Regions from separate parts of the Mus musculus genome. Here regions 1, 2, 3, 4, 5 and 6 are each linked to region 7. A link is a contact called in public Hi-C, HiChIP or PLAC-seq and promoter capture Hi-C data. All regions are on one chromosome and are shown on one strand. The core of a region is the stretch at or near the end of the contact, and the rest is flanking DNA. Distances in the headings are between cores, read along the strand shown. Region 1 holds the start of Dnttip1 (deoxynucleotidyltransferase, terminal, interacting protein 1). Region 2 holds the start of Ube2c (ubiquitin-conjugating enzyme E2C). Region 3 holds the start of Trp53rka (transformation related protein 53 regulating kinase A). Region 4 holds the start of Zfp334 (zinc finger protein 334). Region 5 holds the start of Zfp663 (zinc finger protein 663). Region 6 holds the start of Slc13a3 (solute carrier family 13 (sodium-dependent dicarboxylate transporter), member 3). Region 7 holds the start of Cd40 (CD40 antigen).

Region 1 (3,720 bases), core at 98-2,597, 310 kb before region 7:
GTACATAAATGATGTACATACATACATGCATACCAGCAAAACACTCATACACATAAGTAAACCTAAAAAAATAAAAGTGGACGTTGGAACATGGAACAAAACTGGCATTGTTGATTATCTAATATGTGTTTTATATGCAGTATTTTAATACATACAATAATATTTCAGAGGAAAAAGTCCTTAAGTGACGGTTGCTGGAAATTACTATTATATTAGAATAATTTAAGGAGTTACTTATACCAAAGTTTTAAGTGCTTTGCATAAAATAATCCAGCCCTAGTATCAACCATATGACGACTCTGGGGTCAATTTCCAACACGACATAAACCAAACGTGGACTGTGGCATGCCTGTGAACCGGCATTGTGGAGGTGGAGGCAGATCCTTAGTTACATGGTCCAGGCTGGAATACTTGAAACTGTGGACGAATGACCGTGCAATTAGTATGCAGGAGAATAGCGGTAAGCGATCCAGTCCCACAGCCAATGTTCTTAGCCTTTGGCTTTGAGACAGCTCTACACCACAGCTACTTCCTTCCTCGGTGTTGGGGTTATGTTATCACACCAGGCCCTATCCAACGTTAACGATCATATCACATCAGGTTGGAATCTAGATCTTTCCTAACACAAAATTCATATACGTTACACTACCTGCTTCTTGTGACCCGAGAAGAGTTATTTTATCACCCGTAACTGAATCCGAATTCTTTCACAGACAGCTTACCTCTCTGAGGTAGTGCTAAGAGGAGCTCTGGAGAACGCCACAGTTGTTAAACCTTTCATCCCCTACCTATCCCAGAATCAACCATCTAGGGGAGAGAAGGCCAGCTCTCTGCAACAGGACTAGTTCACAAGCCAAAACCCAACTTTCATTCTGATGCCTTTCGACACAAGCGGCAGCCCGCAAAGGCTAGTAGTATGGTGTTTAGGTGTTTGGGTATTTAGGGTGGCACCAACAACCCCTTCTTTTGTTGGCTTTCCCGGTTCCTGAGTCAGACTACTCCAATTCGGGGGAGGCTGTGCTAAGATTTCAGATGTTCCTGCGGTTTTCAAAGATTGAACTTCGGGCTGCCCTCATCCGAAGCCCCGTGCTCCCCCGCTGAAGTGTATGCTCTGCTGCCCTCACACCGCCCTCGTCCCTTGACTGAATGGCCCCCGAACACCCACACTCGGTCCCCAGCCGTTGTCTCCCAGGGGTCTGGAAGCCTCAACGTCGTCCCCGACACCAAAGACGAGGTGGCTCCTAGGCGGCAGTTCGGTTCCCATAGCAACCCCACGGCGCACGCGCGTCGCGCTTCCGGCCGGGTGGCTCGGGCGCTCCCGTGACGTCACGGCGCCGCTTTCCGGTGGCTGAGTCGAGCTGAGGTTGTTGTGGGCCGGGGGGCGCCATGGGGGCGACTGGCGACACCGAGCAGCCGCGGGGCCCCGGCGGGGCGGAGCGAGGTGGCCTGGAGCTGGGCGACGCGGGCGCGGCGGGCCAGCCGGTTCTCACGGTGAGGGCGCCCGGGCGAGGCCGGGGCTCGGGCCGGGCAGGGCCTCGGGCTCCCGGGCCCCGGGCCCGCGGGCGAAAGAACGCGGCGGCCGTGCGGCCCTGGGAATGTCGTTTTCTCAGTGCCGCTACAAGCTGGATTCAGATTGTAGCTAGGTGACGTGGGCCTGATGTGACACCCTCTGAGCGCCAGGTTTCTCTTCTGTGAAATGAACAGCAATAACCCGAGCTTGCTGGAGTTGTGGTGGGATGGGCTGATAAAGGCGGGTAGAACGCCCTGACTCGTCACCCGCCTCATAGTAGACCCTAGGTAAACACTGCTGCCCTTCCTCTTGCTCTTCCAGAAAAAGCGAGCTTTGGACATTGGTGACAGAAAACATTTTCCCAGTTCCTCCACCCTGACAGGGTCTTCCAGCCACTGAATTAATTCCCCTTCACCCCAAGGTGGGAGAAGTGAGAAGCAGGAACGTCTAGGTTTAGCGCCATACTCACTTTCTCCTCATCCTCACTATGAGAAGCCTCGGTGACATTTGCCCACTTGGTCCCCAACAGAACCCTTGGAACATAATGATAAAACATCGGCAGGTGCAGCGAAGGGGCCGCCGATCTCAGATGACCACAAGGTAAGGCTCGACCTGGGTGAGACCTGAGATCCAGTTGTGTGGACTGCAGTGAGTGCTTTGGGAACCCCACTGTAGGAGTCTGAGATCAACAGCCCGTAAAGAGCACAGGAGTGGGGAGGCTGTAACTTCCTGTCACCTTGTCAGGTCCACATCCTAACCAAGCAGGGAAGGAATGAACGTCTAGTCTGTCTCCGTGATTGAAGTCTGTAAGTCAGAGGATGTGAATTCAAGATTACAGACATCTGTTCTAATGCAGACTGAGATGTTTGTTAACACAAGCCTTTAGCTTTTCTTAGACTCTGTTTTCTCAGCTTTGACATGGGGCATCCAGCCTGGGGAAGGGATGGGCCTTGGGAATTCTTCTTGTATTTTTGACCTGGGATAGTGATAATCATTTATTAATTACAATACTTGGCAGAGGCAGGCAGACCTCTGTGAGTTTAAGGCCAGCCTGATCTATGTAGTGAGTTCCAAGACAACCAGACTACATAGTGAGACTCTGTCTCTAAAAAAGGAAAAGAAAAAATATGTGTGTATTATATTTCATAAAATACTTGGAAAATAATTCCTATTTCACAGAGTTATAATGAAATAAATTTTAGAATCCCATGTTGCTAACTAGCTGAGTAGTCTGGGAAGGTCTGTTTGGAACACTCCCCTGACTCTGTCTCCCCAACAACCCCAGTTTCACAGACCCAGCCATCTCTATGGATCTCCTCCGTGCTGTCCTGCAGCCTAGCATCAATGAGGAGATCCAGGGTGTCTTCAACAAGTACATGAAGGTGAGGACCTGGTGACTAAAGCCAACTGTACTACTAAACAAGACTGTACAGCCAGGTGCTGCAGCGTACGTGCCCGACCACTCAGGAGGCTGAGGCAGCTGACAGCCAGCCTGGACAGCACAGTAAGACCCCTTAGACAAGAAAAAACAGAATGGAGGCTGGAAAATACAGCCTCAGTGGTTAGGGGTGCTTGCTGCTCCTGCACAGGACTCAATTGTAGTTCCTAGCACTCACATCAGGCCACTCCCAGCCTCCTGTAACTCAGGTGCAGGCTCCAGTGCCCTCTTCTGACCTCTGCAGATTATAACCAGAGTATAAATTCCACAGGTATGTACACATAAATATATTTTTTTTAAATCTTAGAAAAAAACAGGCATGGTGGCATATACCTTTAATCCCAGCACCCAGGAGAAAGAAGCAAGCAGATCTTTGGAGTTTGAGGCCAGCCTGGTCTGCAGAGTGAGACCCTCTCTGAAAAGAAAGGAAAGGGGAGGGAGGATAGAGGAGACTTGCAAGCAGGATAGTCCTGTCAACAGTCTCTCTTGATATTCTTGCTACACAGATATAACAGGTTTATACACCCCAATCACTTTTTCACTGCTTGGGGGTGATTTCAATACCTTTCTTTGCCAGATGGTTTCATTTTCATGTGTTCAGCACCCTTATTTAGACCATGAAAAGTTAGACCTTTTTAAAATTCATTTTCACAAATACCATTAGCATCATTGAGATGCCTTGGGGTTATGTGTAGCTTAGTGAAGCACTTACTTAGCTCGTGAGTACAGAGCCCAATTCATGATTAACACATTGCCAGCCATGACTGGGCCT
Region 2 (3,429 bases), core at 543-3,042, 290 kb before region 7:
CTCACTGCAGAGCACCCCAGACTGGCATGTGGTTCTGTTTCTAAAGTTATTGGAATAAGAAGCAATTAAACAGTTTGTAATAAACACAGGTAGTGAGCCTGCTATAATGTCTGCCAAAGAAGTATGCACACCAGAAAAGGACCACCTGCCCACCTGCCCGCCTACCCGCCCCCATCTGTGTTCTCTGCCAGGCTGCCCTGGCCTTGTTCCAGTTTAGGAATGTTGCACAAGGTGAAGACTGGCCCAGAGGGTTTGATGGCCTACCAAAGGGAAAATGCGGTTGCCTTTTATTTTCCCAGTGTTACGTGCTAGTACACTGACTGACTGCTAAGGTTGTACAGGAAATTTACTGGAGAGTATGAACTTTTTTGTGCTTTTTGGGGTTGAGACAGTATCTCTTACATACACCCTGGCTGACCTTGAGCTCAGAGGTCTCGCCTTTGTTGAGATTAAAGGCGTTGAGCACCATCAGATCCTGTTTTTGTTTCTTTAAGGTACATTCTCATATAGCCCAACCTAACTTAGAGATGACCTTCAACTCCTGCCTGTTACCACCTTCCAAGAAATTATAGGCATGCACCCCCTGAACCCACGTTTACTAATCGGGAGTCTGCTGTCTCACCTGCCTAGGTTGTTTAAGTTCTTTTTTTTTTTTTTTTTTTTTTTAAGATTTATTTATTGGGCTGGTGAGATGGCTCAGTGGGTAAGAGCACCCGACTGCTCTTCCGAAGGTCAGGAGTTCAAATCCCAGCAACCACATGGTGGTTCACAACCATCCGATCACGAGATCTGACTACCTCTTCTGGAGTGTCTGAAGATAGCGACAGTGTACTTACATATAATAAATAAATAAATAAAATCTTAAAAAAAAAAAAAAAGATTTATTTATTATATGTAAGTACGCTGTCTTCAGACACTCCAGAAGAGGGAGTCAGATCGCGTTAAGGATAGTTGTGAGCTACCATGTGGTTGCTGGGATTTGAACTCAGGATCTTTGGAAGAGCAATCAGTGCTCTTAACCGCTGAGCCATCTCTCCAGGCCCCCCCCCCTTTTTTTTTTTTTTTTTTTTTTGGTTTTTGGTTTTCGAGACAGGGTTTCTCTGTATAGCCCTGGCTGTCCTGGAACTCACTTTGTAGACCAGGCTGGCCTCGAACTCAGAAATCCGCCTGCCTCTGCCTCCCAGTGCTGGGATTAAAGGCGTGCGCCACCACGCCCGGCTTAAGTTCTTGGGAACCCAAAGTAACTAACATTTTAATAGGGTGAGGAGAAAAATGCTTCCTATTCCAGAAGATGTGCCCCCTGCTGGGCGTGTCCCTGGACGGACCAGCGAATTTGGACGGAAGTCCAACCACCGCCCGGTGTGTGAGCACTCGTTCGTGAAATCTCAACACTTGGCAGTGAAAGCAGGAGGGATCAAGAAGTCAAATTCATACCTGGCTGCACAGCCAAATCACAGGCCAGCGACAGGAGTCGGGGTTCCAAAGAGACCCGGCGGGGGAGGGGCGGCGAATACACGTGGACCGGTCCTTGGACCCTTTAATGGTCGGCGTCGTCCAAAGGCCACCAATCCGCCACCGATTCGTTAGTTAATGGCAGCTTTCTTCACCAATTGGCTAGCTGAGGCACGCCCCGCCGTCCAATCGTGGCGCGTTACTGGGGAGGACCTAGCAGTTGCGCAGGGGCAGAGCATTCCGGGGCGTCCCATTGGCTGGATCAAACCTAAGCGAGCCTTTGATTGGCTAGCGCAGCGGGAGGGTTGCAATTCAAACGCGGGCGGCGGCCCGCAGCCCCGCAGTTGCCCTTTCCTCTCCACACTCCTGTCTCGGTGCCAGTACCTCTGGGATGGCCTCACAAAACCGCGACCCAGCTGCTGCCAGCGTTGCCGCGGTTCGAAAAGGAGCCGAGCCCTGCGGGGGCGCCGCCCGAGGCCCTGTGGGCAAGCGGTGAGTGGTGCGGAGGTCACCCCGGGGCTTTGGGACAAATGAGGGGGTACCAGGAACGCAGGAAATGGAAGGCTGATGGCGCTGCCAGGCAGCTCTCATAGGTTGCCCTGCGAGCGCTGGGGTTAACATGGGGTCGAAGGCTCACCTGGGTCCTCTAATTGAGTGCCAGAGCTGAACCTGCCTTTGAAGAAGGGGTAAGGCCTCCACGACAGGATAGTCGTGTGGGAAGTGATATATTTCCTCGACAGTATCCATTGCCCCGAGTAACCCCGACTTCTCCTTGCAGGCTACAGCAGGAACTGATGATCCTCATGGTAAGTGTGTTCTAAGATCAATTGACCTACCTTCCCATCCCCCACCCCGTTATCCGTAACTTCCTTTACTACTTCAGGCCACCTGCTAGTATGGGTGCAATGTACTCACTTATGGAAGCCCTTTGAACGCCCACCGTCACGAGCTCCGCAGCTGTCGGGCTTATCTGGGCTCATCGATGCTTACCTTTTCAGGCCCCAGCTCTAACCTTGCCCAGCCCCACCCTTCTTGGAATTGCTGGTCCCATCACCTTCGAATTCTCTCCTCTGGTCGTCCTTTGCTACATTACCCCTAAATAGCAATCTGCATGTTTTAGTGACACTTAAATTCCTGGTGAAAACCAGATTTTGGAGGGAAACTTTGGAAGCACGGGAGGTGCCTCCTGTTGCCTCCTAGCCTGGCGATCAGCCTGAGAGTTGGCTCTAACTGCTTTATTCAGAGGCAGAGTATGCTGCGGGCAGTGCAGGCTCTCACCCAGTGATTGACCCGGTCAATCAACAGGTTCAGTCAACAGGGTCTGCAAGAGAGAGAGTGGAGATGGAGGGGCAAGAGATGCAAAGAATGGGGACAAGACAGTTTCAAGTCTCATTTATTGGAAGGCAACTATAGGTGTATAAGCACAGGCTGGGGAGTGCAGCTGGAGACACTTAGCCAGTCCAGGATGTGTTTGGGAAAAACAGGATGATATTAGAGTGTGTTCAGCTGTGGTGAGCTTCTTGCAAAAGCAGCATTGTCTCTCGTCAGGGTGGAAAAGTACCAACCTGTAAGTAAATAGCCTGAGATGGCTGCAGAGATGATAGCCGCTTTCTGCTAAGAGTGGGCTCCCAACAAGTGACCCCTTTGGCTGTGCCTGAAAGTGTACACTGGAACCCAGCAGTTGAGTGTTGTTTCCTTCCTCAGACATCTGGTGACAAAGGAATCTCCGCCTTCCCTGAGTCAGACAACCTGTTCAAGTGGGTGGGGACCATCCACGGAGCAGCCGGCACCGTAAGTGGGCAGCACTTTGCCTGGGCACAGGCTCTGAGCCCTGTGGCCATGTTCTTTTAGTATGAGAGGGACTCTTCAGGCAGTGCCGTCTATAGACCACGATAAAGTAGGGTAGAGGACCTTAGCTTGAGGGAGGGCACAAACAGCTTCCTGTTAATGCAGATATGGTTTTAAATCATCAGAAAT
Region 3 (3,605 bases), core at 523-3,022, 440 kb after region 7:
GGCCAGAACCTGCCCCATCCTCCTGGCCAGGTCCAAGAGGCACTGGGGGTCCTTTTCAGTCTCCATAGTGGATTGGATATAATCCCGAACAGTCACCGAGTCTTCGATTTCTTCCATATATAAGCAGTTAGACGCATAGTCCACAAAGAAGACGACTGGGGCAGCTATCCCTGCAATGGACACACGTGGTTAGGGAACGCATCTTCATGAAGGCCAGCTTCATGCACAGGCAGACAGCTTTGGAACAGGGTTTAGACTACTGTGGAAAATGATACAATTTATCCAGAGCTTGCCCTGTTAAAGCCCTGCAGGACTACGGCCTGAGACCAGGCCAGGGTAAGTCTGGAAGTATCAAGGCTTGCTCCTCCTTTCTCAAGCCACCTGAGGACTGGAATTCATTGCTGCTCCCTAAAAACAAACAAAACAAGAAGCCAGAAGGAAAGCATCCTGCAGTCTGGGCAGTTTCTACCTGACAGTCACCAGGCAAGTGGCTAAGCAGGGTGTCACCTTACAGGCTCATCTGTGCTCTGGAACAGGCAGGTTCAGATCCCTTATTAGGCGTGAAACCTCAAGGTTCCCTTAGCTACTCTATGCCTCAGTCTCCACAACTGTAAAGTGGTAACAAAACCTCCAGTTAACACCAGGAGTCTCTCCTGAATGTCAACCAAGTTCAGAACAGTTTCCTAGAAACTGGGGTACCAAGGTAGCCCCCACCCATGTCTGATAAAACTTACAAAAGGTAAAGGAGAATATATGAACACTTCTTTATAACTCCATTGCCCCTCTAGGGCAGAAAAGCACAGGCCTGTTCACTTCTGCATTTCCCCTGGCTCCTGGCACCTATCAATGTCCTGGCAGTGGGCACCTAAAAACCATTAAAGAGAAAAATAGCAAAGGCTCGGTGGTTCTGGGCCACAGACAGGCTGCCTGGTAGCTGTGGAACCTCAGGCACTTCCCCTCTTTGAGTCTCATTTTCTCTGGAGTAATGTTGTTGTTGTTGTTGTTGTTTTGTGGGGGTGTGGATGTTTTTTAAAGAAAAGAATAACAATTTAATGAAATCAAACATTTACTGAACTATGTCAGCATAAGAACATGTGATGCATATGCCTTCTTTAATGACCACAATATCCCTGAGATTCCGGTGACATACAAGGTAACTGGGCTAGACGACTCGCTGAATGGCTACGAGGGAGACAATGCAGGGAGAATGTGAATCCACAGAGCCCGGCTCCTGCCACCCGCCTGTCAGGACACCTACTGCTTAAGACCACCAAATGGAGAGGGAAGGACGGTAAGCAGAAACAGAGAAATGAGAAACGGAGGGACCCGAGCGCTAAACAAGCCCCGCGAACCAAACAGAATGGCGTCCTGACTGTCGCCTTGAGTCCTTAAGCATTGCCATCTGATCCTGTCCCCTAGAAATCGGAGCCCCGTCTCTCACGTCCCACTGGTCTCCCGCAGCCCTGTCTGTCCCGTCTCCCGGAGCCCCGTCCGGCCCCCCTCACCCGCACGGCGGCAGCGGAGCAGCGCGCGCGCCTCCTGCACTGTCCGCCGCCGGCCGAGCCGCGCCTCCAGCTCCGGGTGCCGGTAGCTCTTCGGGAAGCGGTGCTTCACCACGGCCGCGCGGCCCTGGAAGCGGCCACGGAAGACGCGCGCCTCGGCGCCCTGCTGCACCAGCTCTAGGCCGCTCAGGAAGAGGCGGCTCCGCTCGCGCGCAGCGGCCAGCGCCTCGGCCTCCGCCTCCGAGGACGTGCCAGCCATGCCTCCGACTCCTTCCGACCCTGACCGCGCCGCTTCCGCTCGCTTCGGAAATCCTCCGGCCTCTTCCGCCATTAACACCGCCCCACACAACACACTTCACCCTGCTAGTTTGGTTCCGCCTCGCGACCTTTCCGCGCTCAGCGGAGCCTCTAGGACCTGTAGACTTGGCCCTTCCCTGTCTGTCTTCGTGAGCGCTCAGCAACTTTAGGCCAACAGCTTCTCACTCTTCATCACGGTGATGCTCCGGCTTTGGGACCTTTTTTTTTTTTTTTTTTTTTTTGAGACAGAGTCTCACGGTGTAGCTCAGATTAGCTTTGAACTCGTGTCCCACTTCAGTCTATGGAAACATGCTCTAAGCCGGGAAGGAGGCAGGGACTAGGCGAAGCTTTCTATCCGGAGACGCCACCTGATGCCTGGCACCAGCCTGTCAGCAGCCAGCACCATCCCTCTCAGATCCGGTATCTTCAACTACAGAATGAGGCTGCCTGGTTCTGCTAGGGTGAGGGCTTATCAGAATTAAGAGGCTGATTACGCGGTGCCGGTGGACAGGGCTCTCTTCACATGGCCTTTGACCCCCTTGTCCCTGCCCCACGCTCCTTGGGGCTCTGTTGAAAATACAGAAGAGAAGCCCTTGAGTCCCGGGTTGCTATGGCACCAGCATCTTGGCTCTGTGGTCCCTGGGTTTCGTTCATATTCATGGCAGGTCCCTTTTCATAATCAGACCCTTTGTGTGGGCAAAATGTGTTTTCCAGCAAAGCGCACCCAGAACCCGGTTCGTTTATATCCCCCAGTGCTCAAGTCTGTAGCTTCATTATCATAATTGTTTGTGTCCACCCAGCCGTCTCTATGGTAACCAAACCCATCTGAACCCTTGCCTTAGAAATCTAACTGTGCAAAGGTGCTGACCAAAGCCAGGCTTGCTAAGTCAGGCTGAGTTTAGCTCTTTAAAGCGGCTTCAAACCTTTCAGTGTCTCCCTACTGTGCTAAGAAGAAAGACCTAAACCTTAACTGGGCCCATGGACTCCTGCATCCCTTATAAACCCTCCCCTCTCCAGAATCCCCACCCATCCTCCATGATGCTCCCTCGGCACAGAGCCTTTGCACCTGCTATTTCCTCTGCAGGGAAATGTTTGTCCAGCTCCATATCACCTAGAGCTGCAGGTTATTCTCCACTGCAGGGTCACTTCCCCAGACAAGCCCTTCCTAGCCTCTATGAGGAGAGTGAGTTCAACTGTTATCAGCCCTGGTTTTCTACTTTCCAGACCTGTTTCAGATTCCCTTTGGTTTTGGCCGTTCAACTGCTTGATTGATGACCCACCCACCCCCCAACACACTTTACCCTGCTAGAGTGGTTCCCATCACACAGAGCCCCCCACCCTCCTGCTGTGTAGCTACTCACAAGGCAGGGATTGTATTGCTTCCATCTCTCCCTCAGCACCAAAGAGGTGGGTACTGGCCTAGAGTGTCTTAGGGATGGTGCATATGTGTGATCCCAACACTCAGAGGCTGTGCAGTGCTCAGATGCTCAGACAGGAGACTGCAAGCCTGATACTAAGTGAGACTGGGGGGTTGAGGGTAGGGACGTTTAGATTCAAATTTTGACCTTTTAAAAATATTTCATGAGTGTGTGTGTGTGTGAGACTTTTTTTAAACAACCAAATGGGGAAGTGGAATTGACAGTTTCTTGTCTACCTGAGTGCTGAAAAGGTCGTTAGAGATGTGGGTGGAAACCTTAAAGCACTGAATGAGTAAATGAGTTGACTGGAGAGATGAGAGACAGGCTGGTCCACAACTGGCCCCTGTAACTTGGCGGGAGAGCAGGAAGCTGGTGACTAAGGGTGGGT
Region 4 (3,633 bases), core at 1,029-3,528, 330 kb after region 7:
ACTGTAAGGGCAAGGGGTTTGGTGAAGCACGGAGTAGAAATACTAAGTCTGAAAATAAGCGAATGATCACTGATTTTGGTCACAACACGGGTCGTGGACATGGAGTGAGTTGACATTAGAGAAGCAAGTGAAATAGTTTTATCACAGGATCTAAAGTCAAAGTGTGCCCCGAGCTGCCTGTTTTAAAAGCAGAGCTGAAATACTCAGTAGGCAGAAGGAGAATTATCAGCGTGAGCCTGTCTCCTCTTTACAGTCACACACACACACACTTTCTAAAAAGGCACCAGAGATAAAAAGGAGCAGCAACAGGCACCATTTGAGGCACACGTAACCCACTGAGTGCAGGTTTTATCATTACACTATGGAGAACGATCAGAGGGCTGTCTACACCTCTGAAAATAGATTAGACATCTGTAACTATGAGGCCTTGCCAAGCTGTAAGTCAAGGGAATCTACAGCTGCTGTTGGCAAAGGTGATTTCGCATCATCTGCTCATAGATTCTCTAAGAACATGTTTATAAATAAATGATGAAAAACCATGGTAACAGCCTACTTCCTACTACTTGGGTCTTTGTCATACAACCTAAACAAGCCTACCGGGGTGAATAATTTCTGTTTATTATTTATCCGTTTGTTTATTGTTTTTTTCAAGACAGGGTTCTTTGTGTAGCCCTGGCTGTCCTGGAACTCTCTATGCAGACCAGGCTGGCTTCTCACTCAGAGATCCATCTGCCTCTGCCTCCCAAGCGCTGGGATTAAAGGCGTGCTCCAGCACATCTGGCAATGCCTTCTGTTTATTGGGGTTCACTTCTCTGGTACTGATCTGCTTCCCTTACTTTCCCTGGCGCTGCCTTTTTATACACGTCTACCACATCCAGATGTACTCGCTGCGGGTCTATGAACAGCCACTGCCAACGGTGGGACGTGAATCCCTCGGTGACTTACCTGGGTACTGTCCATTTCCAGGCGTTCTCAAGAAAGGGCCAGGAACCACCGGTGATCCAAGGGCTGGGTGAGGAAGAACAGGGAATGTGATCAGCAGACTGGCTAGCAGCTCGACAGTGACTCACAGACATGCCCTGGAAGGAAAGGACCCTTCGACCTGCGTCATACAGAAAGCGTCTGCGGAGGGAAGGCCCAGGGCAGTTTTGAATGGACTAATCAGAGCTTTTCTTACTGTGTGAAAGGAAACAAAGGTGTGAATTGAACTACTGTCTTATTCAGGTCTCCTTAAAAAACAAACAACACTTCAGAGTTCATATTAGATCATATCAATAAGCTCTAGTATATATGAAGCCTGAAAGAGCAGGCCAGCAACTCTGAGATTCTATCAATCAATCTATCTATCTATCTATCTACCCTCTAGTTTTTTGGGTATCAATTATCTATCTATCTATCTATCTACCTACCTACCATCTAGTTTTTTGGGTATCAATTACCTGTTTTCCTACTAATGCATTCAGCAGATGAAATCAGAAAACCAGACAGAGGGAGTGAGGGGTTTAAGATGCGTATCACTCTGCTCCCCTCCCCCAAGCTTAACTGCAGTTTCATGAGAGGGAGGCCTCTGCTTCAGTGTAGCAGAAGACAAAGCCCTGGCCTTCGAATCAACACACCAGATTTCAATTCTTGGTTCTGGCACTAGCAAACTACCTAAATGGTCAAAATAGCTGCCTTCCTCACTTGAGAAGAAGTTCGACTCTCATAAAAACCCTTTCCTGTAGATACTCTTGGGTCATTCTTCTATATAAAGGAAACCAGTAAACTCCAGGATGGTGATGGACGGGGTTTGAGCAACTCTGGCGAAACAGAATGGGGACTCTAATGAACGACACGCATTTGTTCGAAGTGATGCAGAGGCCTTTTTCTCAGCCATGGCTGGCATCCCTTCCCTCCCAAACGAAAGACCCGCCAATGAAATCAGACCTGCTCATTCCCTCAATCGCAGCTCAACCCTTAAGCAGCCCCCCGAAGCTTTACCGGGCCAAGGGCATCCGCAGGACTGCTGGGATCCGCTTTTTGCACGCACACACCTCTCTCCTTCCCAGGCTGCCCGCCCGGAGGCCTGCAGCCCCGGGGGCGCCCGCTAGCCTCGCCCGGCCCCTGGACACGCGCAAGCCTCCGCGGGCCCCAGGAAGGCGCTGGTTCTTCTGATCCTGCCCCGGAGTCGCCACCCGGAATTCCTCTGGCTCAGGGGAAACCTCGCTTCTTTTGTAGCTCCCAGAAGGCCCCAGGCAATTGTGGCGCACAGAGGCCCCTCGAGCCTCGCCTGGAAGAGCCCCACGAAACGGAAACGCATCCATAGAGCCTAGGAGACCGCGCATGCGCAGAGTCTCGGAGCGGCCATTCCCACGGTTCTCCAAAGGGTGCTGTAGTCTTTCCAGGACTACATTTCCCACAGGGAGTTGCGGCCCCCACCCAGCCGATAGCCTCTGAGGCGCTAGGGCTTTAATCACAGTAATTTACGAGTAAAAACCATGAGTACAAGAAGAAGTGTGAGAATAAAAAATTAGAGCTCTGTAAAGAAATTCCAACAGTGTATTAAGAAAAAAATAATAACCAAACAGTTGTAAGCAGAATAAAAATGTATCGACGACCTTCCCAAAATTACAGAAGAGACCCCCTAACAAAGAATCAAACCATCTCTAAATATCTTAAAAGAAAATAATCGCCATCCTGTTTATTACTGACTTTACTGACAGGTGCATACTCTCCTGCCAATTTTACAGAAGGAGAAGTCACAATAAGTAATGGCAAAATATTTTAACAGTATAATATTTTCAATTTTTATTTTATTTTATTTTATATGTATTGATATATTGCCTGCCTGCATGTATGTCTGTCCACTACTTGCGTGCTGTGCTTGGTACCCCGTGTCTAAGAAGGCCAGAAGATGGTATCATGTAGGTGCTGGGAATTGAACTCTGCTCCTCTGCTATAAATCACTGCGCCATCTTAACAATATATTTTAACATGACCAATTATATTTAATCCAAGTAATATAGAAACTGCTCTTCATCCATGAGGACAAATTGAATACGTGTATATATTTTGTTTTATTTATTTTTTTAAAATATTTATTTATTTATTTATACACTGTACACTATAGCTGTCTTCAGACACTCCTGAAAACGGCATCAGATTTCGTTACGGATGGTTGTGAGCCACCATGTGGTTGCTGGGATTTGAACTCAGGACCTTTGGAAGAGCGGTCGGCACTCTTAACCACTGAGCCATCTCACCAGCCCCCGTGTATATATTTTAAAAGAGGAAAGCTATGGAATATCTTAGTCACTGGAAGGCCAGACAGTTTCTGACACAGTTATCTGTTATGTTTAAATACCAAAAGGAACTTCGAGATGCAGAGGCTGAGAGATAGCTCTCAGTGAGCCAGACTTCCAGGGATTCAATGCTTGTATACTGTCTCCCACATCAAACGTGGCCATGATGTAATTTAAATAAAGGGGTCATAAGAAGGGACACTGCAGGCTTCAAAAAGCAAACCTGATATCCTGGCAGTCCGGTTTGTTTGCGGTGTTCCTAGAGTTTGTGTATGACTTTAGTTAACTAGTTACCAGAGATCAAGTGGAAACCAAAAGAAGCAGAGAGGCAATGTGGAGAAAAGGCAAATAT
Region 5 (3,495 bases), core at 96-2,595, 310 kb after region 7:
GGCCTCTGTCCTGCAGCTGTGGTACACTGCAACCTAGACGGGAGGGGAGGAGGGAGGGAGGCGGAAGGGGAGGAAGGAGGGGAGGAGGGAGGGAGGCGGAAGGGGAGGAAGGAGGGGAGGAGGGAGGGGAGGAGGGAGGGGAGGGGGGAGTGAGAGGAGGAAGGGCCTCCCCTGGGGAGATTCCTGCTTCTGGTGTGTCCTTTTTTTCCCTCACAGGATCTGTGATCAGAGAACTCTGAATCTGACTTCAAGGTACCCCGCCCCCTCTCAAGTGAATGTCCAGACCAATGGTGACACCACCCAAAATGAATTTGGAGGCCTCTTTGCAGACTTCAGGAGTTCTGTACCCAGCTGTCTGCTGGGCCTGGGCGCTTTGGTGATTCCGGTACAGGCTGAAAACTTCTGGAAGCCTAACTTAGTTGTCTGTAAACTGCAGTGGGCACAGACAGGTGGGCCAGGCAGAAGGGTGTAGAGGCTTTGATTGAGCCTCAGCCCTCCACCCTCCAGGCAGGTCCTGTGGCCCTTGGGGAGGAGCCATGTGAACCATAACGCATAAGAGGGAGGGGGAGGGAGGGAGGGAGGGAGGGAGGGAAACTAAATTGAACCTATCTTCCGATTTGGGGTTTGCATCCCAACTCTCTTCTGCAGACCACGCCCTTCGCCCCGCCCCCTCAGTCTTTCTTCTCTTTCGGAACTCTTTAACAGCGGCTTTTAGAGCCAAATGGTGCACAGGGCTTAATGAACAGGGCATGAAGGAAGACAGACCCCTTTCAGGTTCTGAGCAAATGCCACTATCCCATCGAAAGCCTATCTCAGGCATTGCCCAGAACAACCCGGAGGCAGGTTCAGGGAAGAACCCCTACCCGTGTACAGACAGTGGAGCAGAGTCTTAAGGTCCTTTTCTTGCCCGTGGGGACTCAGTAGTAGTGCTCGAATTTGAACTAAGACTCTGAAAACAGCCTTTTCAGCTACAGGTCCCTTGCTGCTCTTGGCCTACCTGACCAGGACAGGTGTCATCGGACTTTATCCTCATCCTATGATAGAGTGGAAGTCACTTGCCTGGAGCCCTCGCAAGCAGCTCTGACATCAGAATGCCTTCCCTAACTCACTTTGTCCCGACCACCAAACCCTGTCTCTTCTCCTTGGAGAAGCCCACCGCCGCCTGCGCGAAGCACACTCGAGGCAGGTGTTGACACGTAAGCCTCCCCGAGCCTGGCAATGCAACCCTCCAAATGGGCTCTCACCCTTAGGCGCGCCTGTCCTGGGGACCGGGTCTCTGAGCAGCGCGTAGACCCCGAGGATCTGAGGGTTTCCTCTGCGCTCAGCGGGACGCGGGAGTGAACAATGAAGATGAACTGCACATGCGCAGCAGAGATGCTAGGGACCCGTTCCCGCGACCCTCTTGGCCTCCATCACATTCCAGACTCCGTTCCCACGGCGCCCGCCCATCGGGCATTTTTTAATTAATAATTTAGAGTATTTCCAGTTTGATTTGAAAGTTGCCTTGCTTCTGTGACAGGCTTAAACCCAAATGTTCCTAAGAATGCCAAGTACCATGGATAAAGGTGAAAGGTCCATGTAAGATGCTAAGTGGGAGGAAAGAAAACAAAACAAAAAAAGAAGAAATCATTTAAAAAAAATCATCTTAGGAAACTAGGGGCCTGGGGAGTGGGGGTCGGGTGGGAGAGGAGCAGGGCATATACTACTGCATATTCCTCATATGGATGGGACCTGACATTCTAACCGTGTGTCACCAGGCACTTTATAGGAAACAGAAAAGAACTATCTCATTTAATCCATGGGCAGGGATCAACACTAGCGGCTCCCAAGGACTTGACTGGAAGTCTTGCTTTAGAAAAATGTCAAACCTTATCTAAAAAAAAAACAAACAAACAAACAAAAAAAAACAATAAGATTGGAAAATATATTTTGTAAGTATATGCATATGAAAGAAATGGTTTAGTGGCTCCATTTAATTATCTCTTACACATTTGTAAGAAGATCACAGTCCCATAAAAATGATCTATGGATACAAAGGACTAGTAATAAAAGGGAGATGCAAATGAGGAATAAATATGCAGGCGCTGGTCATAAACTTCAGATAAAAACTGCAAGTCTTTAAATACTTTTTTGCCTTCACAGTAGGTGAAGATTGTAAGGAAATATGATGTGCAGAGTGGCTGAAGTTTGGAGAAACGCCCGTTCTCATAAATATCTTCTTGGGATGTAATTCGCAGAACAATTGGAGGCCACTCTGAAGGAGTGTGTGCTTTGTTAACATGGTCATTCTCTCTCCAGGGCTGTGAGCGAAGGAGTTAAATCCAAAGATGGGTGGGCTCTTCTTGGTTTTTGCTGGTTGGAATATGCAGTGGTGGTGGTGTGTGTGGGTGTGTGTGGGGGGGATTGAGTTACAAAAACTATGAAAATCCACAAAGTGGGATATAGGTCAATTGTTAAAACCTACAATGTAGATTACAACATGTTAGTAATACACGGAAGTAGGTAGAACTTACAATGTAGTTTTAAGATTTATTTTTAGGGCTGGAGAGATAGATGGCTCAGTGGTTAAGAGCACCAACTGCTCTTCCAGAGGTCCTGAGTTCAATTCCCAGCCACCACATGGTGGCTCACAACCATCTGTAATGGGATCCGATGCCCTCTACTGGTGTGTCTGAAGACAGCAACACTGTACTCACATTAAATAAATAAATAAATAAATAAATAAATAAATAAATAAATAAATCTTAAAAAAAAAAAAAAAGCTAGCTGACCAGTGGTGTTCTACCATGGTGTCTGCCCTGACTCCCTCTGTGATTGATGGGACTCATAAGATAAATACAACTTTCATTATTTTTAATTGTGTGAGGATTCAAGGTTCTCTAGAGGAACAGAACTGATAGAATCACACACACACACACACACACACACACACACACACACACACACACGATTTATTAGAATTGCTTACAGGTTAAGTTCAACAATGTCCAGCTAACCCAACAATGACTGTCTACCAAAGGAAGGTCCAAGATTTCAGTTGTTCAGTAGACTGAATGCCTCAGCTGATCTTCAGTGCATTCTGGAACCCCAAAGAAGTAGGCTCTAACGACAGTGAAGGAATGGACTTATCAGTAAGAGCAGTCAGGCCAACACAGTAAACTTCCCTCTTCTGAGTCCTTTATATAGGCTGCCAGGAGAAAGTGTGGCTCAGATTAAAGGTGGACCTTCCCACCTCAAAAGAACGAGATTAAAAATATGTCTTCCCATTTCAAATGATTTAATTAAGAAAAAAGTGTACCCAAACACAATTAGACACTCCAGATGTAGTCTAGTTGACAACGAAGAGTAGTCCTTACAGGGTGAGTGAGTGTGAGGGGGTGGGGATGTGCTATACGAAGGTGCCTGCAGAAGCCAGGAGAGGGGGTTCTATCCCCCAGAGCTGGAGTTACAGGTAGGTGTGTGAGTCTTTCAATATAAGTGCTGGGAATTCAGTCC
Region 6 (3,400 bases), core at 367-2,866, 420 kb after region 7:
CCTGGCTGAGCAGACTGCCGAAGATACTGCTGCAGAGCCTGGCCGGAGGCCTTTCCTTATCAGGCAGGCCACAATCCCTGACATCTACTCAGCTAACACAGGTTAAGGTGGCTGTGGCTGCCCCATCCAGTTAGACCCAAGGTGGGACTGTCCCTGTCTTGGCACGACCTCACCCGAAACCCATGCTGGTGGGTCTGCTTTTGTGATTTTTGCCTCTGGGGTAGAGCACACAGCAACCATGGTCCCTGCAGGCATAAGGTTCCTATGCATCCACCGTCCCTATCCAGACATCTGTTGGCCACAAGACTGATGTCCTGGCTTGACCTTCCACCTTTTCCTGAGCCGATCACTCTAGCCTCAACCGACCGCAACACTGATTCCCAAAAGTAAAGAGACGGTCATCTCATTTTAAAGCCAAGGAAAGTGAAACCTGGACAAGGAAGGGAGCCGGGGAGCCCCCAGGCCAGTTGCTCGCTCGTCCAGGGCCCCATTGGCCTTGGCAAGAGTGACCTACTCCTTCTGAGGTCATTTATTTGCTCTCTTCAATGTCAACAGAGTCTGACGGGCTAGATAGCTGAGAACTAAAGGACTTGCTGTGCACGGCCAGCCTGGGGTCACCGTTCCTTGTCAGGCACGCAGGAGCCCTTCTGCAGCAGGCTGCTCCCTGGGGCTCTGCTGCCTGTCACATATTAAAGGACACCATCACCTCTCCTTTATTTTGTGACCATCGGCTAGCTCACTCAGCACTGTTGTGATGTGGCCAAGTACCTTCTGGAAGAAGCCACTTAATGTGATGGGCCTCGTGCCCTTCAGGAAGTCCTGATGGGCTGGACACAGGTGCTGGTCCCTAGGAACTCACTCCAGCCTTCTCTCTAAGAGAACTGGACTCTGGGAACAGCAAAGGCCCTGGGCTCTCAGATGTGGGCACTCAGGGATTTCCCATTGGGAGTCACCCATGAGAGTGTCCCCTGCTGTCTCTAAGCCTTAGTTGACCCAGCTTGAGTGGGGAGGGGAGGTGTTCTGAAGGGAATTTTTTCAGGGGTGACACAGGACAGGTGACACCTCTCCTAGGAAGCACTCAGGAAGGTGTAGTTCTCCAGTCATTGAGCAACTGCTACAGAGCAAAAGCAGTTAGCACCCATTTAAGACACCGACATAGACTGATTCCTTTATCTTCACCGTGAGCCTATGATGCGTTATCATATTCCCTCTTTCTGGGTAGGGGGTACGCAAACCAAAGTTCAGAGAGGTTAAGTGACTGGCGACAGGTCACACAGTTGTTCTTCGGAAAGACTGTGAAGGGCTATATACCCCAGTAGCACCAAGCAAGCCGTCAGAGCTCAAACTTTAGAAGAGTGGGAGGACCGAGAGAGGCAGACCAGGGAGAGGCAAGGAAGGGAGAAGGGGAGCGGGTGCTCCTAGGGGTAGGCAGGCTCAAGGCGGGAGGGTCTCGACCCGGGACCACCGTACCTTGGGCGGCAGGGCGAAGAGAATGGGCAGCAGAGCCAGCGGCACCAGCAGCAGCACCAGGAGGCGCCGCGCGCTCCACACCTTCTTGGCCAGCGCCGCCAGCGCCGCCATCCGCGCGATCGCTGGAGACCAGGCGGCCCGACTGCCCCTCAGCGGCCGCCGGCAGGGACCTAAAGCCCCAAGGGACGGGGAGGAGCCATGCGGAACCGCCCCGGGCCGCGCCTCCTTGGTCTGGACAAGGAGCAGGGAAGGGGCCCCAGAGCACCCCACCCGCCCCCGCGCCCCACTCTGGACTCACGTGGGAAATGGGGCAAAGCCCAGGTGGGACTAAAGGCCTCAGCACCGTCATCCCACTGTCCAACCCTGTAGGGACAGACCAAGCTACTGAGACCTCTAGTGACCGTGGTTGCAGCCTCTTCCAGACTTGGAGGTTGGTGGGGGGGTTTAAGTGAGATAGTGCTTCGTGCAAAGGGCCGGGTCACCTGTGGGTAGGAGCTTTCCCTTCTCAGTGACAGATGCCACAACCTGCTTGATATTGTGTGTGTTGGGACAGGCTCTTATTTAGCCCAAGCTGGCCTGCATCTCCCTATGCTGCTGAGGACAACCTTGAACTCCCATCCTCCTGCCACTACTTTCTGAGGGTTGGCATTATGGACGTGTGCCAACGCCCCTGGTTTCATACGGGCAGCTGCTAAGTCAGCTTAAGATCCAACCTCCACTATTTTAAGAAAATAGGGACTCTTTGGTCTTACTCTGCACTATTCACATTCCCGCTAGCAGCTCATGGGGGCCCAGCTTCTCCACATCCTCCGTGGACTGCTGAGCAGTGATGGATCAGCCGGACTCTTCTGTTTCCCAGAGATGCCTGGAAGGAACACACGGCCTTGGCCATGCAAAGCAGAAGGCACAAGGCCTGACTCTGCTTTCCGCCCTGAGTGGGTCCTCCACCCTCCTTGGGATTGCGACATGTTTCCCCACTGGCTACTGTCAATGGGACCTTGTCCTGGCTCCTGGGGCCTGAGTGGTTTCTGTGGAGAAAGGGACTTGTTGGAAAGTTTCTTGGTTTTTGTCGTTTGGAGGAGGGGGCAGGGGGGGGTTGGTTCAGAACATTGCATACACACAGCTTATAATCTATGGGCACTGCCATCTTACCAGGTCCTGTAAAATATGAGAGCCTCATTGATCCCTGTGTCCCTTTTGCTTATCATTCTTAACATTGCTGCTGCTCTGCAAACATTTGGAATCATGGCCATGCTGTGGGCATGCTTAGTCTCAACTTCAGGCTTAGAAAACCCAAGGTCTTGTTAACATGGCTGACTTCAGTCCAGCCACAGCGATGTAATACCCTCTCAAACTAGATGGAATGTGACAACCAACGAGGTCTTCCAACAACGCGTGCCCACACTCTCACATGCCTGTACACACACACACACACACACACACACACACACACACGTCATACACACACATGGAGATAGAAAGTACAGAAGAGGGGCTGGTGAGATGGCTCAGCAGGTGAAGGCACCTCCAGGCCTGGTGACCTGAGTTTGGTCCCTGGGACCCACCATAGAAGAAGAACAAAGATTCCTGTAAATTGTCCTCTGACCACCACACACAAGTATGCATTCTCTCTCTCTCTCTCCCTCTCTCTCTCTCTCCCTCTCTCTCTCCCTCTCTCTCATAATAAAATAAAAGCTACACAAGAAAGAGAGGGGAAAAGGGAAGGGGGCAGAGAGAAAGGGAGGGACCACTGTGCTAACGTCTCCCACAGTTCCACTAACAAACTCCCATGGTTTTTATCACGGTTTCCTGATGGCAGTGTCCATCTTAACCCTGGCTGTTTGGGAAGATCTCTGTGTCATGGCCTTGGTTGGGTTTGGCTCAGGGTTTCTAAGCATCCCCATCTTCTGCCAGCTGTGACATGGTCCCA
Region 7 (3,497 bases), core at 110-2,609:
CTAAAACTGTAAGCAAGGCCCCCAGTTAAACGCTTCCTCTGTAAGAGTTACTTTGGTCATGGTGTCTTCATAGCAATTGAGCAGCATGGAAGTCAGCCTCCAAGCCTGGGGTTAATGTAGCATGCCTGCCTTCCCCGGCTTCCTTTTTCTTGCAGCCTGCTCCCTCAGCGTGGCTTGGATGTTCAGTTTGCAGGATCAGTATCCCAAGCACTAGCTAGTTCAAGTTCTTGGGAGGGAACTGAGAAGGAGAGTGCCACTCAAGTGAACTCGATGCATCAGACCAGAACCCAAGCCATCCTAGCTGCAGAGCAGATGTGAACTCTGGTTCAAAAATGGTGGTGGTGGTGCGGGAGGCGTGGGGTAAAGACAACCGAACAACCTAGGTTTGATATAAGATCCCACAGGATGGAGGGAGACAACCAACTCCCCGACACCCATATACTCTAAGAGGGGAGGGGGTATGAGGAGGAGGAAGAGGGGAGGAGAAGGAAGAGGGGAGGAGAGGGAGGTGGAGGGGGAGAAATATGAATGATGAATAGTGGGTGGTACTGGGAGAGATGACACCCAGGGTAAGATGCCCGCCATACAAACATGAGAGTTCAGATCCTTTATCTGGAACACCCCTCAGCCTCCACCCCCACCCCTCCGAAAGTTAATGGAGGAATAGGGAGGGTCTCTAGTTTCCTATCATTTCTCAAAGGGCCTTTGACCCTATGAAAGGCTGGTCCGTACACTAAATGCCTGTCTACAGCCTCTGGATGGAGCTGGGGTGGGATAGAAGTCGGTGGAGACACGTGGGTGGCACGCATGGCTAAGAGGATGAGATGCTGTCCCCTACTCGTAGGAATTTCCTTCTCAAGAAAGAGAAACTGGGTAGGGAACTCATTTCCTTGAATCGCCTCCTGGCCCTTCAGCTGTGGTCTTTCCCGTTTTCTGACTTTGCGGTGACACTGGGGACTTCCTTAGACCTCTCTGGAGACGCTTTCGGTTCTGCAGAGATTCCCAGGGGTATTGTGGGTGGGGTGGGGTAACAATAGTGTCCCTGTGGCGCTCCCCAGTCCCTATAGTAATCCTTCACCCCTCTGCTATCTTGCAATCAGGAGAGTCCTTAGCCCTGCTATAGGTGGCTTTTGAGGTCCTGGATGCGAGGAGGGGGACTGGGGGGTGGGTCGGGTAATGTAAGAAAAGGGCTCCTTTTGGGACCCTGGCTCCTCCAGCCACCTTGGTGCCCATCCCTTAAACTCTTGGGGACAATCAGACTCCTGGGAAGGTCCTGGGGAAATCCCTGCTCAGTGACTAGCCATAGGCCCACCGCGATTGGTGCCCGAAGACCCCGCCCTCTTCCTGGGCGGGACTCCTAGCAGGGACTTTGGAGTGACTTGTGGCTTCAGCAGGAGCCCTGTGATTTGGCTCTTCTGATCTCGCCCTGCGATGGTGTCTTTGCCTCGGCTGTGCGCGCTATGGGGCTGCTTGTTGACAGCGGTGAGTGGCTTGTGTTCTAACCTCCAAGGGAGTTAGGGCTTAGAGAGTGAGAGATGGAAAGAGGAAAGAGGAGACAAGACTTTGGAGATGAGAGATCTTCCTACTGGAAGCGGCGGTTAGTAGGATGGGCAAGATCTCTCGCGTCTTGACACACACACACACACACACAAATGAGGTGGGCTGCTCCTCTTTCCTTCCAGAAGGTCGGGGTTCTGTTCCACGAAGCCCACAGGGGAACCTTAGGGAGGGCATTCCTCCACAGCGGTGCCTGGACAGCTTTGTCTGACCCAAGCCTTGGCTCCGGAGCTGACTGCAGAGACTGGAAAGGGTTAGCAGACAGGAAAGCCTGGCTAGGGGGAAGGGCGGGTCTGGCCTGTTTCCTGTCACTTTCCCATTGTGGACAGATGTCTGCCACCTGTGGTTATCTTCTCCTTGCCAGTTGGGGCCACTTTGTCTAGGGAATCTTGTGCGAACAAGACCCCAGGTACTTTTTAGGGAAGAGGTAATTTACTAACCACCATACCCGTATCATAGCTGAGCCAATCTAGAGAAATCCCCAAGTTTGTGCCTCTGCCTCATGAGCTTAAGGTGGTACAGGAGACACCCAGAGGATGAGGAGGAAGAAGAGGAGGAGGGGGAGGAAGAGGAGGAGGGATAGCTTTAGAACCCAAGAAAGGATAAGAGACCAGACTAGGTTTCTCCAGGCACCAGCAGGGCTCAGACCCAATCAAGCGCATCTTGGGGATTTCTAGAAGCCGGCACTTGATTCGCTTTTGGTTTAAATGTATTTCTGCAGTTCCTCATTCTGGAACCTGGGAATCCCCTGACTACCTGAGTCTCAGCCCCTCTCCTCTGGCGAGGCTCCCCTAGCTTTCAGGCAGGGTAGATTCTTTCCGGTTGGTGACAGGGACTTCGGTAACTTCATGGGTTCTGAATTGTCCACCCAGGAAGGTGTCGTGGTTCAGGACTGGCTTTCTGCAGCTGGGACAGTCAGTGCCCTAAGCACATCCCTGTCCATCAGCCAATGTCACCTGTCCATCAGCCAATGTCACCTATCCCAGGTTGGTCTAGTTGAGAATGACCTTTCACATTCTTCTTTTTCTTCTGTTCACGCATGGTTTGTGTATATGCGTACATCTGTGTGGGAACACACGTGTGCTTGCATGCGGTAGCCTGAAGTTCATCTCATGAGTCATCCTTGGACACGGTCCCTTCTTAGTCATCCACACAGGGTCTCAAGCAAACCCAGAGCTCCCCATAGGGCGAGTCTCACACGTCAGCTGGCTCTGGGGACCCTCTGCTTCTGCCCTCTGAAGCTGGAGTTACAGGGAGGCCACTACAAAGACCTGGTGTTTGCACGTGTTTCTGGAGATCAGAATTCTGGCCCACCCATTTATATGGCAAACACCTTGAGAGCTCAGTCATCTCTCTTGTCCTTGAATCTCTGATCCTCCTGCCTTCACCTCCCTAGTGCATACACCACCATGCCCAGTTTTATGTGGCACTTAGAATAGAATCTAGGGCTTCATGCATGCTAGGCAAGACACTATACTTACTGAGACACACCCCCAGCCAAAGGACATAGACTCTGACATGTGGCCTGCCAAGAATCACCATGGAGGTTAGCCGCAGGAAAGGAGCAGAAGCGAGACAGTTGCTTTACTAGTTTTCATTTTTTACCCCAGGCCAGTGGTTCCTTTCGCAGAGGTGGTCTAAGACCATCAGAAAACACAGATATTTACATTAGGATTCAGAACAGTAACAAAATTACAATTATGAGGTAGCAACAAAAATAATGTTTTGGTTGGGGGGGGGGTCAGCACCACATGAGGAACTGTAATGGGCCCCAGCGTTAGGACAGTTGAGAACCACTGCTCTAAATAAGACTTTTAGGGAGACTGGATGCAGGAAGACGGTGAGGTGAGAGAGAAGTGGATGAGGGCCTTTGGGAGGGATGGAGGAAGAAACAGAGGTGTGATGAAGGCTAGTCTGGACCACTCAAGAACAAAGTCTGC

What was found. Promoter capture Hi-C pulls out the DNA fragments that hold promoters and counts their contacts. A called contact is a pair of places that touch in the nucleus more often than the background predicts. HiChIP or PLAC-seq counts read pairs in DNA pulled down with a chosen protein or histone mark. Capture Hi-C pulls out chosen DNA fragments and counts their contacts.
Region 1: a contact with region 7 is called in a promoter capture Hi-C map of adipose tissue. The contact joins the promoter of Dnttip1 here to the promoter of Cd40 in region 7. A contact is called at or near these places in 2 of 484 Hi-C or Micro-C datasets (CD4 T cells and CD8 T cells) and 3 of 9 other capture datasets (adipose tissue, liver and pancreatic islet).
Region 2: a contact with region 7 is called in a Hi-C map of B cells, with 11 read pairs. The contact joins the promoter of Ube2c here to the promoter of Cd40 in region 7. A contact is called at or near these places in 1 of 484 Hi-C or Micro-C datasets (B cells) and 1 of 9 other capture datasets (pancreatic islet).
Region 3: an H3K4me3 HiChIP or PLAC-seq map of embryonic hindbrain shows a contact between it and region 7, with 4 times the contacts expected there. The contact joins the promoter of Trp53rka here to the promoter of Cd40 in region 7. A contact is called at or near these places in 2 of 39 promoter capture datasets (cranial neural crest and embryonic stem cells), 7 of 484 Hi-C or Micro-C datasets (the CH12 cell line, the G1E-ER4 cell line, cerebellar granule neurons and 3 more), 5 of 115 datasets of contacts at active chromatin or transcription factors (bone marrow-derived macrophages, embryonic forebrain, embryonic hindbrain and 2 more) and 2 of 9 other capture datasets (adipose tissue and liver).
Region 4: an H3K4me3 HiChIP or PLAC-seq map of embryonic forebrain shows a contact between it and region 7, with 5 times the contacts expected there. The contact joins the promoter of Zfp334 here to the promoter of Cd40 in region 7. A contact is called at or near these places in 2 of 39 promoter capture datasets (embryonic stem cells and neural stem cells), 11 of 115 datasets of contacts at active chromatin or transcription factors (embryonic basal ganglia, embryonic forebrain, embryonic limb bud and 6 more) and 2 of 9 other capture datasets (adipose tissue and pancreatic islet).
Region 5: a contact with region 7 is called in an H3K4me3 HiChIP or PLAC-seq map of embryonic basal ganglia, with 6 times the contacts expected there. The contact joins the promoter of Zfp663 here to the promoter of Cd40 in region 7. A contact is called at or near these places in 3 of 39 promoter capture datasets (the 3T3-L1 cell line, the HPC-7 cell line and liver), 1 of 15 datasets of contacts at CTCF or cohesin (the NIH/3T3 cell line), 14 of 484 Hi-C or Micro-C datasets (B cells, DN2 thymocytes, the Patski cell line and 9 more), 10 of 115 datasets of contacts at active chromatin or transcription factors (craniofacial prominence, embryonic basal ganglia, embryonic forebrain and 7 more) and 3 of 9 other capture datasets (adipose tissue, liver and pancreatic islet).
Region 6: a contact with region 7 is called in a promoter capture Hi-C map of embryonic stem cells, with 7 times the contacts expected there. The contact joins the promoter of Slc13a3 here to the promoter of Cd40 in region 7. A contact is called at or near these places in 3 of 39 promoter capture datasets (the 3T3-L1 cell line and embryonic stem cells), 1 of 15 datasets of contacts at CTCF or cohesin (the NIH/3T3 cell line), 10 of 484 Hi-C or Micro-C datasets (the CH12 cell line, the G1E-ER4 cell line, cerebellar granule neurons and 6 more), 4 of 115 datasets of contacts at active chromatin or transcription factors (embryonic basal ganglia, embryonic midbrain, embryonic stem cells and 1 more) and 3 of 9 other capture datasets (adipose tissue, liver and macrophages).

What each region holds. Positions count from the first base shown.
Region 1 is chr2:164,744,668-164,748,387 of GRCm38.p6, forward strand. Dnttip1 (deoxynucleotidyltransferase, terminal, interacting protein 1) reads left to right here and starts at 1,348. Exons shown (of 13, transcript NM_133763.1): 1 at 1,348-1,491; 2 at 2,040-2,110; 3 at 2,796-2,892. The coding sequence starts at 1,387. It also overlaps a transcript of Wfdc3 not described here.
Region 2 is chr2:164,768,137-164,771,565 of GRCm38.p6, forward strand. It overlaps Ube2c (ubiquitin-conjugating enzyme E2C), which reads left to right and starts at 1,793. Exons shown (of 6, transcript NM_026785.2): 1 at 1,793-1,944; 2 at 2,231-2,258; 3 at 3,157-3,243. The coding sequence starts at 1,844. Dnttip1 (deoxynucleotidyltransferase, terminal, interacting protein 1) reads left to right here. Exons shown (of 13, transcript NM_133763.1): 13 at 1-84.
Region 3 is chr2:165,491,542-165,495,146 of GRCm38.p6, forward strand. Trp53rka (transformation related protein 53 regulating kinase A) reads right to left here and starts at 1,773. Exons shown (of 2, transcript NM_001007581.1): 1 at 1,506-1,773; 2 at 1-170. The coding sequence starts at 1,761.
Region 4 is chr2:165,385,981-165,389,613 of GRCm38.p6, forward strand. Zfp334 (zinc finger protein 334) reads right to left here and starts at 2,279. Exons shown (of 5, transcript NM_178411.3): 1 at 1,981-2,279; 2 at 946-1,008. The coding sequence starts at 960.
Region 5 is chr2:165,367,391-165,370,885 of GRCm38.p6, forward strand. It overlaps Zfp663 (zinc finger protein 663), which reads right to left and starts at 1,346. Exons shown (of 6, transcript NM_001379474.1): 1 at 1,245-1,346. It overlaps Gm29831 (a long non-coding RNA gene), which reads left to right. Exons shown (of 3, transcript XR_001783548.2): 2 at 217-449; 3 at 969-1,261.
Region 6 is chr2:165,471,581-165,474,980 of GRCm38.p6, forward strand. It overlaps Slc13a3 (solute carrier family 13 (sodium-dependent dicarboxylate transporter), member 3), which reads right to left and starts at 1,617. Exons shown (of 13, transcript NM_054055.2): 1 at 1,471-1,617. The coding sequence starts at 1,581.
Region 7 is chr2:165,054,277-165,057,773 of GRCm38.p6, forward strand. Cd40 (CD40 antigen) reads left to right here and starts at 1,360. Exons shown (of 9, transcript NM_011611.2): 1 at 1,360-1,482. The coding sequence starts at 1,432.